2 separate regions of the Astyanax mexicanus genome follow, and region 1 is linked to region 2. The links are chromatin contacts, called in public Hi-C maps. All regions are on one chromosome and are shown on one strand. Each heading gives the region's core, a stretch centred on a gene start, on an enhancer-like site or on the middle of the called end of the contact. The rest is flanking DNA. Distances are from core to core; before and after follow the strand shown.

The links. Hi-C and Micro-C count contacts between places; a contact is called where the count stands out from the background.
Region 1: a contact with region 2 is called in a Hi-C map of blood, with 2.1 times the contacts expected there. The contact joins the promoter of tln1 here to the enhancer-like site in region 2. A contact is called at or near these places in 3 of 3 Hi-C or Micro-C datasets (blood and muscle).

What each region holds. Positions count from the first base shown.
Region 1 is chr20:27,068,513-27,075,486 of AstMex3_surface, reverse strand. tln1 (talin 1) reads left to right here and starts at 4,270. Exons shown (of 58, transcript XM_022681254.2): 1 at 4,270-4,464.
Region 2 is chr20:27,016,999-27,023,831 of AstMex3_surface, reverse strand. tln1 (talin 1) reads left to right here. Exons shown (of 58, transcript XM_022681254.2): 24 at 667-780; 25 at 1,852-1,965; 26 at 2,060-2,194; 27 at 2,946-3,074; 28 at 4,798-4,900; 29 at 5,363-5,571; 30 at 5,810-5,929; 31 at 6,497-6,694. Among protein-coding and RNA genes, the nearest start is that of tpm2, 40 kb to the right of the region's middle. Within about 2 kb of position 5,436, the one cell type or tissue checked has an H3K27ac peak away from gene starts, as active enhancers do.

The sequences.
Region 1 (6,974 bases), core at 3,021-5,520, 53 kb before region 2:
AGGCAGGTAGTTTATATACCACTGAGCTCTTTAGTTAAGACTTCTAATGAACATCTAGCTAACAATCCAATGCAAACTTAGCTAATACTAGCTAATTAGTAGGCACCAACTGATTGTCCCGACGTGGAGCTACGGTTTTAATAGTAGGTTTTGGGCGTAAGTAAGGTGTTTTCTGCTTATAATTAAGAATCTGTTTATAAAGTAAATAGACTACACCGCGAGTCACTCACACAGCTGGTGAGAATAGATTAATTAACAGCAAACTGTGACAAACTGTGTATAATGACTAGTTTCCACACCTCAGGCCGTAGACTAGCTTTAGCCCAGTAAACGCTATGCTAGTAATGCGCATTACCCAAGAGTATCAACTACCAATCAAACATTAACGTGAGTTGTATGAAATTAAATTGGCTAGCTAATTAACCCTTATTTATATAATTTAATTTGTCAAACTTTAATGAACTAATAATAATTATTATTATTATTATTATATATATTTTTTACTACAAACTTAAGTTAATCATAGAACCTAGTTAACTAGTAAGACTACTGAACATCTCTCTTTAAACAGTAGTAACTGCTAGTAACTAGGATTAAAATGGAAATTCGGGATGTCAATGCATTGTTCCATGTCGCTGATTTGAAAATAAGAAACGTTAAACCCGATTTCGGTTGATGAGTCGGTTGATGAGTCGGTTGATGAGTCGGTTGATGAGTCGGTTGATGAGTCGGTTCATGCTGATATTTAGCTCTATTTATTTATTTTTTAAATCCACGCAAACTTCAATTTTTTCTGCAGATTTCCTTTAGTATGCTCTACTGAAGCACTTCTACTTTAAAAGACCAACGGCATCATAACACTTTGCACTTGCTTAGAGCTTTATTAACACCTGTTCATCTACTCATTCATGTTACTATCTAATCAGCAAGTTGTGTTGTAGCAGTGCTGAAAACTATGCCAATAGACCAGCAGCTTCAAACAATCCAGATTCAGAATGCACTTTTATTGCTTGTTTTTCATATTTTGTTTTAAATAAAATTTTGAAGATTGTGCCATTTAATAAAGACAAGAAATAAATGCTTGTGTTTTTTTGTTTTTGTTTGTTTTTTTGTCCACCTGCTGAGAATTATTGAATAAAGTATAAAACACTGAATTGTTTCGGCTGTGCCATAATGAATCAATCTTAATATTTAGATTTCCCTTCCCATCAAAGAATTGTGAATGAGCCAATAGATCAGAATTATAACCTTTTTGTCCCCGTTATTTACATTTACATTATTTGAGGAACATCAGTATTGTAGCTTATCCACATGGTTAAGTTGTGCCAGCTGATTTCCATTGTGCCTGGTGGCCTGGCAGCAGCTTTAGGACGTGCTGTGGATAAAGTTATGGAGATTTCTGCTTGTGCTATTTAAATTGGCGTTCAACACCTGGCCGCCAGGGGGCGCTGATTGGTGTGGCAACTGGGAGTTTGCACTGCTGGGGGAATGGTAGGCCAGCGCCTGGCAGAAAATGAGGTTATGGTCATATGTGGTAGGTTTCTAAGATAGGGAACCCTAGAATTTATATTTTCATGTGGATTTGGAACATTTCCAAAAGCGCTTTATTGTAATAAGAGGAAGACTACAATAAATCTGTGTACAAAATCTTTACAAACTTAATTTATTTTTGTACATTTATTTAGACAAAAATCTACTTTCATAATTAGACCAGAATGACTCAGCTGTTTAAAATATATATTAATATTCACTCTGAATTGATGCATTACAATTATAGAATTATGTAAAGCTTTATGCAACAGTTTTTTTATGCATTTTGTTTTTGCCATGCCTGCAGTGCTGCTTTTTACAATGTGTTTAAATAACACATTTTTTAAAGACATATCTTGAACTTTTGAAGAGAATTTTCGTAAAAATCAAGCTATTTAATTATATTTAAGGAATAACCCCGCCACTTAACCCCTTTACAGGCTTTGGAACGTATACAGGCTACGAGTGTAGATGATACAAAATCCTTATTCTCTGCAGTAAAATAGGTTATTCACATTCTGAAAAATTTGTGGTCTTTAGAGAGACTCCTACAGGTTACTTGTTGAAGCTACCTGTTCATTCTCTGCTCTACTTTATCATTTTAGATCAGTAACATAAATTAACCCCAAATTCTGCAGGTTTGAATGTAGACAAAAATTAGACAACTGTAATGAAACGAAAAGTTTGGAGGACATGAAATGTTTGATTTGTATTCTGGAAAATAGTGATTTTTAAAATGAAGTTAAGGAAAGTGCCAATGTTACGATTGTTATTCATTATATTTTTAAAGTTTTTTAAAGTAATTTTTTTAAAATAATTTCTATTACACTTACAATTCAGATTTGCAGTAACGTTTATTATTACACGTGAAACCTTTTTATGTAATGCTATTACAAGGTTTAGTCTTATAATATCAGGCAGAAAATTAAAAAAAATATTTGCCTGTTAAGAAGTTAAAAAGTGCTTGATTAGGCTGGAAATATGATTGGTGTGTTGTCAGAAAGTCATAACTCAAGAACCTTTTAATGAGTTTTGTCTGATTATATAGACCTCCATTGACAACCGAGTCTATTTTCTGTTTACAGAACTTTGTTGTACTGCTGTTTTACTATCAGACCACAGGATGGAGCTGTAATAGTGGGCCTGTTTTCCAGAGTAAAAGCGAAAGGAAGAGCTGCAGTGCTGAGCTTAAGTTTTTCGTCTATACTTTTATGTTTTAATTTAAATAAACCACATTATTTATCAGCAGTGGAGTGTTCTAGTGGACCACCATAGCAATAGCAAAAATTTCTCAATTTCTGGCATTTTTTGTTGTGGAGGACATGAGCTGCCCCCTCTCAGAAAAATAGAAACAATAGAAGAGAAAGAAAGAGAGAAAATGAAAGTTGTGAACTGTATCGTTCCGCTGCTTCTCTATCTGTGAAGATCTGCAGAACATTCCCCTCCTGGCTGGCTTTTGTTGTTGAGTGAAAAGGCATCCGGTTTATGAAATCTACCATATCTACGCCCTCTGCTTGTCTGCATAGCTCAGAGTGGTATAATTTAACTCCACTCCTATTCCGCCAAGCCCCGCCCCCCTATAATAAGATTGGCTGAGGCACAGACTAGGACGTTTTATTCTCTCTTACTGCAGTTCTAATCTTCTTGTGACCTCTTTATTTTAGCTTGTTCCCACCAAAAAAAAAAAAAAACACGGTTGTTTTGGTTATGTTGATTATTTTGTCACAACGTTGTGCCATCAACAATGTTCTAAAATAGAATGTGTTTTGTTGCCAGATAATGCATAATGTAACATGACCGACATCTAAGAAAGTCAGAAAGTCAAAAGGTACTGTAGTCTTATTACTTAGAGGGAGTGTTGCCTAATTAAACAAAGTTGTGACAATGAACAGGGCCAACTTTAAACAATGTTGTAGCAACATTGTTAGAGGAAACCACGTTTTAACTACTTTGTGTGTTTGCTGGGTTATTGTGGCAATACTTGTTTTTTTTTTTAAAGTGGAGTACTAATTAAATCACTAAATAAATAATATATATTTTATCTGCGTGTTTAGGCTTATGTTCTTTTCACATTTTCACATCATTTTTGTTGTTTACTTTTAACAATAAACTATTTAGCTTTTTATTGTTATACAGTATAAGTAATAGATATTAAATGCTGCACACATAATTACAACATATAAATTATGAGGATATTCAAGGTACAGAAAATATAAATATACATAAATTATGACAAAAACAAAATTAAGTTATACATACGTTTCATAAGATATCAGACATTTGTTGCTTTTTGGAGGGTTATTTATTAGTTTAAAGGAAGCTTAAGCTTAATAGTTAGGAGCAGTTCTGTCTAACTTACACATATGTATAAATAACCTAGTGGTAAGAACAAAATAGGTTTTTACATGTTCCATATGTTTGGTTCACACTAGAGAAATAACAAATTAACAATAACGTCCATAAGAGACATGGTTAATATTTGGTTTACAGTAAGGAAAATAATAAATAAAGAAAGACAGAAAGAACGAAAAAAATAAAGAAAATCTTTTCACAGATTCACAGAAAACAAGTAAATTGGTCACGTTTATAAAATAAGATATTCGTTACAAAGGTACTTCTTATACTACTTTTTCATGTACACGTCTATGAGTAGTTCTGAGTCTAGTCGCTGAACGACCAATCACTTTTGAGGAGGGGCGTGGCCTGTGCGGATACGGGTGTGGGAAAAAATAGCGTTAGCCGGGCTGCTGCTGCTGCTGCAGGGTGGAGCTTTGACGCTGCCTCAACCAGACAAACGGAGGCAAGGAAAAAACCCAGAATCTGACATTTTACCAACATTTCTGGAACTTACACCACTTTGACTGGGGAACGGGACTATATTTACACCGACTGTAGTCCGAAGGTGGACGGCCGGAGGTCGAGGAAAGCGGGGAGGTAAGGCGAAGTGGAAACTGTCTGTGGAAAGAAACGTTTGGTGAAAACTTTGTGAAGGGTGGGAAGTTCCTTCCGACGAGTCGCCCTCAGTCAACGCGTTTTCTCTGCAGTTTATTTAGCGAGTAGTGTAAGTTACTTTTATTCTGTCATATTATGGGTTTAATGCAGAACTATTCGACTAAATTACGATAAATTCCAAAATAGATGCTGTGAGGAATGAGAGAGCTGGAGAACATGAGAGCAGAAATGCTGAGCTAACTTTAGTTAGCTAACGCTAGGTTCTCTCAGCTTTAACGGTTTACTGGCTAAACCTAAACCTGTTGATATGAAACGCGGAAGATTAGCTAGCGTTACAGTTCTCATACTTTCTGAAAGCCTATTGTTAACCTTTGATTATTAAAATATTGTGTTAAAATTGTATTTATGAGTGGCAATAGCTGTAATGTGCCCGAATACAAAGTACACTAACGTTAACTGTGTGAGTTAATGAGAGTTTGGGAGTAAAAAGTCAAGTACGGCAGCTTAACTTAAGTGAGCTAACCTATGTTAGCTGAGTTATGAGCTCGGGCCTGTAACGGTCAACTTCATGCCTGATGTCACGTTTCTAGTTTAACAAACGTGTAATAGCCGCCATCCTAGAAAGTATTGCCAAGTGTACAGCTCATCTTGACCTCCTGTCTGAAGCTCAGTGCTTACTCATAGATTTGGAGATCATGTGTCTCTAATTAGCTAATGTAGCTATGATTTCAAGCGTTATAATGCTAAAAAACTTCCTAACAAAGCTAGCCAGCTAGTGAACTTAACTAGTTACTGAATAGGGCACTGAGAGAGAGAGATATATAGTAATAATAAAGTGTACTGAATGTGTGCGCACTAGGTTAACTAGCTAACTGTCCAACATAGAAGAGCATTACCGGTAGAATGAGGCACTCTGGAGCAGCCACTCACGAGGCTAAGGTCATCATGACCAGTGCCAGTCTCAGCTAGGTTAGACAGAGGTGGACGAAATGCCTAAATCATGTGGCTACCCGTGTTAAAGTTGAAAAAATTACACCTTACGTAGAAGTACCAAAGTAATAGTACCATGATATTTTACGATTGTAATGTCCAATGTCTTAAGACTTGACTGCCTAATGTTGGCAACAAATAAAAAACAGTGTTTAAATAAGCAAAAATGTAAATTAAAATCTATGTATGTAATAAAATATTTAACTTCATATTGCTGCGCATATACATATTTAAATATTTTATCTTAAAAGGTATTTAAAAGTTAAAATGTTATTTAAACACGATATTCATCAAGTAAATTACTGGTATTGCATCCTATGTGGCTTTGTTTGATCACTTCACCTTAAGTTAGAATGTTAAACCAAATTCTTCTTTCTTATTTTATTTAATGGAGGCATAACATTAAAAATTAAAGGGATTCTGTATTTACAAAAAAAGTGGCTTAAAAGAGGCTTAAGCATACATTCCAAAATACAATACAATCCTATACAGAACTGCATAAATCAATATGATATATTCCATAATGTTTGTAGGCATAGACATTTCCAAAATTTTCCTAAACAAGTTGCTCAGCGGTTGCACTGTGTGCTTGCGTACTGTAACTACAGGATGTCCAACATGTCAAATAAGTTCAAGACAGAGTGTATGCTATATGCTGACTGGTATGTACACTTTGTTTTTAAACAAAAAGACCTTCAAAATACTAAATTAAAAACAGTAAAACATGTATTTTACTTTGTGACTGTCTTTGTAATCACTACATCTTGAGGGGCAAGTTATATGTCTCTCATCTCTCTGGGTTGATGGAGCCTCATGCCATACCTATGGGATGAGCTATGGTGCCATGTGTACCTTACCTCACTAGTTAGCACTCTGGTGATTCAGTGCAGTCATAACAACAGTGGTCAAATATCTAGTGTAAAGCCCTCCCAGAGGAGTAGAAGCTTTTAAAGCAGCAAAGAGGAGACCGCCTCCCTATAAGTACAATTGAACTGTTGAGAGATTGGGTGTTTGTGTATGTGCTCAATTTTTCTACACATATTTGGTCCCTGTTTGTATACAAATACATTTCCCTGGTGCAGCTGGGCTTGGTGTTCCAGGTAATGTAAGTAGTAATTTGACCCTGCCACCTATCACCATGTTTCATTTCATTGTATGCTTTCCTGCATGGTAGTAGGGTGGCACAACAGAGTGTGTGTGTGTGCGTGCGTATGTGTGGCTGCACAGGAGCTGTCAGATGGGTGATATCAGAGGAAAAGATGCACCCTGCAGGGATGGAAAGTCTGCACATATTTGGAGAAACAGTCTAGGAGGCTGAGAGTGTAAAGATGTACAACTGTGAATTACACCTTTACTGAACAGTTCAGCCTGCATACACTGCTGACATAAAGAAAAGATTTAGCCAGAAGTTAAATTTGCAGTTTTTCTCTTACCCCGAACTTGATAGATTGGCCAAGACATGTCTTTTTTTTTTAGCTATTAGTGTAAATACTGAAGTCATC
Region 2 (6,833 bases), core at 4,187-6,686:
TAATAAACATCACTGTGCTGCTAACCAGTGTGCAGAGAATTGTGCCTAGATGTCGACCAGAATAACTAAATTCCCAGAAGGCGGATGTTTGAAGAGTGAAGCAACACTTGCAGTTCCCACATGAGGAAGTAGCATTTTGTTGCAACTATTTTTTTTAGAGGGCTGTGTTTTAATAGGCTTTATATGGCACAAAAATGTAGAGCAGAGTCCACACGTATTTGAGTAATTAGAACAGTGTTGTAAAAATGGCTTGTGGAGTATAGCAGTTGGCCTGCAGTGCCAGTTTTTTTCTTCATATTATATTTATATAAATTTCACTGATAAATCCATTATAAAAATAATTTCATAGCTCAAATAATATAATCAATACATTATTTTTGGTTATCTCACAGGTTTTTCACACGCATTAGGTTGTGTTTTGTCTCATCAGTGCATGTGCACTTTAATTTTGTGTGCTTTTTCAGCAGGCATTTAGTACATTCTGCTAAGTGATATATGAATAGCTGTTGTCCTGCTCTTGTGCCTCTTACTTAACATTGTCATTTTAGTGTTTCTCTTTGCATTGTTCTCAGTAAGCGAATGAAACAGTAGCAGTAGATAAACATATCTCTGGTGTGAGCTTTCCTGTAGTAATCTCTAATCATGCAAGCTCTCTGTTTCCTGCAGAATGCTGCAAAGCAGGCTGCAGCAGCCGCTACTCAGACCATTGCCGCCGCCCAGCATGCAGCATCATCCAATAAGAACCCAGCAGCCCAACAACAGCTTGTTCAGAGCTGCAAGGTAGGTTTTATGGTAACCCCTCACACTTCCTGACCATGTAAGGTCATATTGAGGACAAACAACCAGACACCATTTAACTATTACTCATTTCACTCACCACAAAGTTTAAAGGCAAAAAAAAAAACTGGTAAATGAACCTTGATACCAGCATCAGACTTTGTGTCTGTTTCTGTTAGATTTTATTATTTTGGTAGCATTTTATTTTTGAACCAGAATAGAAAATGTTATAAATTTCAGTGAAAGGCCATGGTACAAAGTATATTTATAATGTTACTGTTTTATAATTGTAACACTGGAAATAAATAACCTACTGCTACAACAAATTCTGCAAAGCACATAAAAAAAAGTTTATTTTTATTTTTATATTATAAAGAAATTTGTTATTAAGTGAAGTTTAATCAAGATTATGCTCGTTGGTTAATTATTGTATTATTATATTTGTGGCATTAAGGTTTAAGAGCATTAAAAGTATGTTTAAATTTGGTAAAGAATACTAAAAGGGCATTTTCAATTCAATACGCTTTATGAAAATACACATTAAATATACTTTCTCTTTATTTCCATAAAAGTGTTTTATGTGGTACATGAGGTGGAACGATTATTTTTTCTTTTTTTTTTTTTTTTTTTTATGTACTGTGTATCAGAACGAAAGGTCAATACTTGCCCCCTCCTACTAGAGGCTTGGTCTGCCTTACTCCATCTAATGTGTGGGATTGGAATGTGTTGAGTCAGTTGCACCAAAAACTGTGTTGAAATATGGTGTTCAAATTATCTTATATTATGATATTATGATATTTCACATTATCATGCTGCTATAGCAATCTTGCACTCTGGACTTCATGTTCCTGCTACCTGCCTACTCTCCCTATTTATTTTTTGTGTGTATTTATCTTTATCTATTTTGTTCTATTCTCCTTTTATTGTGTTCTTTATTTTGTTATCTATTTTATCTATATTACCTATTTTAAAAACAGCTCTTGGGTGTAAAGTGGATCGTGAGATCACAATTTCGTTCCACCTCATGTACCACATGGTGATGCGAATGACAATAAAATCTCTTTATCATATCAGGTTGTGGCAGACCAGATCCCTCAGCTGGTGCAGGGAGTAAGAGGCAGCCAGGCCCAGCCTGACAGTCCTAGTGCCCAACTTGCCCTCATCGGTTCCAGCCAAAATTTCCTGCAGGTATGTGCACACCTTAGTCCATTCAGCTGCAGTGTTTAAGGTGAAAGTCAGCTCAAGTGTTAATATAATGGCTCATGATTTCCCTCTGTGTTAGCCTGGAGCCAAGATGGTGACTGCTGCCAAAGCTACAGTACCTACTATCAGCGACCAGGCGTCTGCCATGCAGCTCAGCCAGTGTGCCAAGAACCTGGCCAGTGCTTTGGCTGAACTTCGCACCGCTGCTCAGAAGGTAATCTAGAGTTCTCTTTGAAATTGCCTAACATGGACTGGATAATCAGGGTTTTGTCTTATTTGGGGATGCAATGAAGTGATAGATTTTGGCCCAAACTTAACACAATCAAACGGAAAACAGTTTTTTTTTCACCATTGCTTAAATTAAATAGTCTAAATGTGTTTTATTTCGCTTTTCAAAGAAAAAAGGGATTACATTTTTTTGATCACTGAATATTTTTAACACTCCAGCATGTATTTTTAATACGCTATGATAGTGTTAGAAAAAAGTGAATTGTTTAAAATAAGTTATTTAATTTTTTTTTTATGTATCTCACTTATTAAACACCAACAAATGGAATTTTTTGCCACTTTTGGCAAATTAATATTTAATGCATTGCTAGTCCTATTTTCTTAAGAATTAATCTTAAGACTCAAAGGCCAAGAGAGCATTAAAGCCGCTCACACTTAATTTGATGTCATGACAAATTATATGAAATGCGATCTTTGTATTTATCCCTATACTCATAGTTTTATTCACTTTTTAAATAGATGACACTACTGGTCTCAACTTAACAAACCTTAAAAGAAATATCATGGCAGTCCTCTCATATTTTAATATTTTTGCATTAGTGTATAGTCTATAATTTATATCTTAATATACTCTATAATATATTAGGATTAGTTATTATTATGAATCCTATTATGAAATTATGGCGTCATACAATCGGTCTTTCTTTCTCTCATGCACATACATCTTTCTTCTCCAGGCCCAGGAGGCATGTGGTCCTCTGGAGCTCGATAATGCTCTGACCGTGGTCCGGGGTCTGGAGAGGGATATACAGGAGGCTAAAGCTGCAGCAGCTGAAGGGAAACTCAGGCCTCTTCCTGGGGAAACGGTAAGTACACATACTAATCTGATCTTGCTGTTTAATGGTGGTAAACCCATGCACACACCCAAAACACACACATTTAGCTTCACAAAGGTTTATTTATGTTTGTCTTAATGAAATACTACGCATGCCTAGGGAGAGAGAGATTAGAAAAAGAGATCAACACACAGGGAGGATGTGTGACAGTCTGTGACTGTTTTAGATATGTATATATACTGTACTCACAAAGAGAAACTGATCACTGTAACATCTTGAAGCAGCAGCACTGTTATGCAAATATGCACATACAGATATTCTCCCACACTTTGTAACAGACTCACTTCCTGTCACATGGGCAACCACATCACATATCAATGTTAGTGTATGCACACATGCAGCCGTTAGAGGATTTCCTCTCAGCTAGTTTCCCACAAATTTCTGAATCTTTTTGTTTCTTAATCCATCAGTAAAAAGTCTCCTGTATGGCTTTGAGGGGGAAGAATCAGTTAAACAGAATTTACAGCTGGTTTTATTCCACATATATATATATATATATATATATATATATATATATATATATATTTATTGTTTTTTTTTTTATTATTATTATTATTTATTTATTTATTTTTATTTTTATTTTTTTATGGTCTGTGTATCAGAACGAAAGGTCAAGACTTGCCCACTCCTACTGGAGGCTTGGTCTGCCTTACTTCATGTAGTGTGTGGGATGGGAATGTGTTGAGTCACTTGCACTTGCAGTGTTGAAATATGATGTTTTTACTGTATTCTGTATATATATATATATATATTCAAAAACCCTTTTTTCCTCATAAAACATGTTTTTGTTCAGCAATATCTAATATAGTAGCATTTTGCACCTGTTTTCTCTCTTTTGTGTCGTTCTTCTGTATGTAATGTTAATGTGATGTAGTATTGATATGATATTATTATACTTTCTTTTTTTTCCCCAGGTGCCTGTAAAATAACATCTCTAAAGGCACTTTAACAGACATTTGATTCTTTATTTCTGTTTGTGACCGTCATAATGGGCATGTTTTTTTTCGGTGTGGGTTGGTATAGCACAGTACATACATACATTGCTGCCCTCCATGTGGCACAGTGGGGTTCATTTGTCTGGCGAGTAAGGGGTACCATTCTATACCAATAAAAGTGGGCCTGTTTGAAGATAAGGCTGTACCAGATAAAAATGCACTTGAGCTGCATGTTAGCGTAGTGTAAACATATCCGTCCCTTCAAGACACATTTGACAACCAAAATCCTCCCAGTACAACCAAACCAGTAATAAGCACAGCATAATGAGTACATTTACATATTTTGTCCCATATAGTAATCAAATTTCAGTCTTTCTGACTAAAAAAATAATAAATGTAAATGCATGTGCTTAAAGTCTTTTCAGTACTTTTCCAGATATAAGTCACATGAAGTTACCAGGTGAAAACGGGTTCTTTCTGTCCTTTATTACACATCTGAATTTACAGTGTGAGATGTGATGGTACTCAGACAAACTACCTGCTTAAACAACTGTGCAAACATCAAATGTAGTGTGGGATTAAAATGCAACAGCATAGTGGGACCTTATAAAACTAGAGCTGCTCCGCATATCTAAGAAAATTAAAGCTGAAACAGCAACCTGTTTACGATGTACTTAACTAGACTAGACTGGTAAAAAATGACACACCTATTGAATATGCACTGAATCTGACTGTGTGAGTGTATGTTTGTGTTTTAGCTGGAGAAGTGCTCTCAGGACCTGGGCTCCAACACCAAAGCAGTGAGCTCTGCAGTTGCCCAGTTGCTGAGTGAAGCTGCACAGGGCAATGAGAACTATACAGGTAAAATTGCCACTAAGCATCCTGTTTGTAGTCTAGCATGGCCAACCACTAGTGGGCATTGGCAGATTTGTACTTTTAAAGCATTGTACAGCACATAGTGCTTTACCTCTTATTGAGAATGTTTTGGCAAATGTACCTGTCCCTCAAAAGTCCTGCAGCACCCCCTACCTGCAGTAATTAAGCAGTATGTTTATAGGTACAAATTGGAGATAATCACTATATATTTTATTATATATAATATTCATTTCTTTTACTCATCCACATTTCTAGAATTTTCTATTCATCATGTATAGCTAGAATCTTTAAATTAAGAAAATTATAATGAAATGGAGGTATGATGATTATATGTGACTGTGACGATGTGGTCTGTTGAAACATTCACAAGTTTATTAAAACAGTGTGAAGAGCTGAATAAACTAATACAAACATATAAAATGTGTTGTTTTTTTTCTTCCTCTTTAGGCCTGGCTGCGAGGGACGTGGCTCAGGCCCTTCGCTCTCTGGCTGCTGCCGCTCGCGGAGTGGGCGCCACAACAGAAGACCCGCAGGCCCGCAATGCCATGCTGGACTGCACCGGAGACGTCATGGACAAGTCAGCAAACCTGATTGAAGAGACCAAGAGAGCCGTCGCCAAACCAGGAGACCCAGACTGTCAGCAGCGCCTGGCTCAGGTTCGACACACAAGAACACGCTTCATGAAATTATAATTACAACCGAGCGGCTTTATATTTAGTAACTAAACCCTCCCTTTTAATTGCTGATGTTAGACCCTCTGTTGCTTCTCTTTCTGTTGGAGTGTTCAGTCATTTGAAAAGATAAATGCTGTCTGTACAAGTAATCTATGATTAGAGTTTCTATCTCAGATCCTATGGTACTGATATTTGTCTGTGTTTTTATTTATTTATTCAGGTGGCCAAGGCTTTGTCCCAGGCCCTGAATCGATCTGTGAACTGCCTCCCTGGACAAAGAGATGTGGATAATGCTATTAGGACTGTGGGAGAGGCCAGCAAGAAGCTCCTCTCTGATCAGGTGAGCACAATTGTATCTTAATCTATTGTTAAATTGTTTGAAGTTTAATAATCTGTTCCTAACATATTTATAACAATTATAATGACAGTTTTTTTTTTCTTAAATATTTAAAATAATAACTAAATCAAGTTTTTTTTTTTTACTTTGTAATACATTGGGGGTAATTCAGGTAAATGCAGTTAAGCATTTACAACTTAAAGGGACTGTAATTATAAAATTAAAATCATGTATATAATCAGGTTAAGTTAAAATAATGAACTTCATAAACAAAACAAAAAAGCTAGAATGTGATCAAAACTGTGCATCATTTGTGGTTTCTGTAGCTCATTGATTTAATTAGCTGCATATGAGTTTCAACCTGTATGTCTGATATCAATCTAATGAACCCACTCGAACCCTGTTTAAATATACTCAGAATTTTATTACATCCTTTGTCCTTGGCTTACATCTTTTTAATACAAGATCTGTCTTATGATTCAAGCCATGCAAACATACCATTTATTACCTTAAAAATACCATGAAGTTATTTAAAATTATATTTTTTATTTTTCACTCTACCCCCTCTAGTTTCCCGCCAGCGGGAAGAGTTTCCAGGAGGCCCAGGCAGGCCTGAACCAAGCAGCTGCCGGTCTCAACCAGTCGGCCAACGAGTTGGTGCAGGCATCTCGTGGCACAACACAGGACCTGGCCAAGGCCTCGGGCAAGTTCGGCAAAGACTTCAGCCACTTCTTGGAGGCTGGAGTGGACATGGCTGGTCAATCACAGGTAAATACTTCAGTTTAGAATTTAGATAGAATTTGTCAGTTTTCCTTAAGACTTTATTCATGAATAGACATAATTTTGCAATTGTGAGTGATACATTTATGGGTATGGTACCTGGGTTTGCAAAAGTTAACACTGCTGG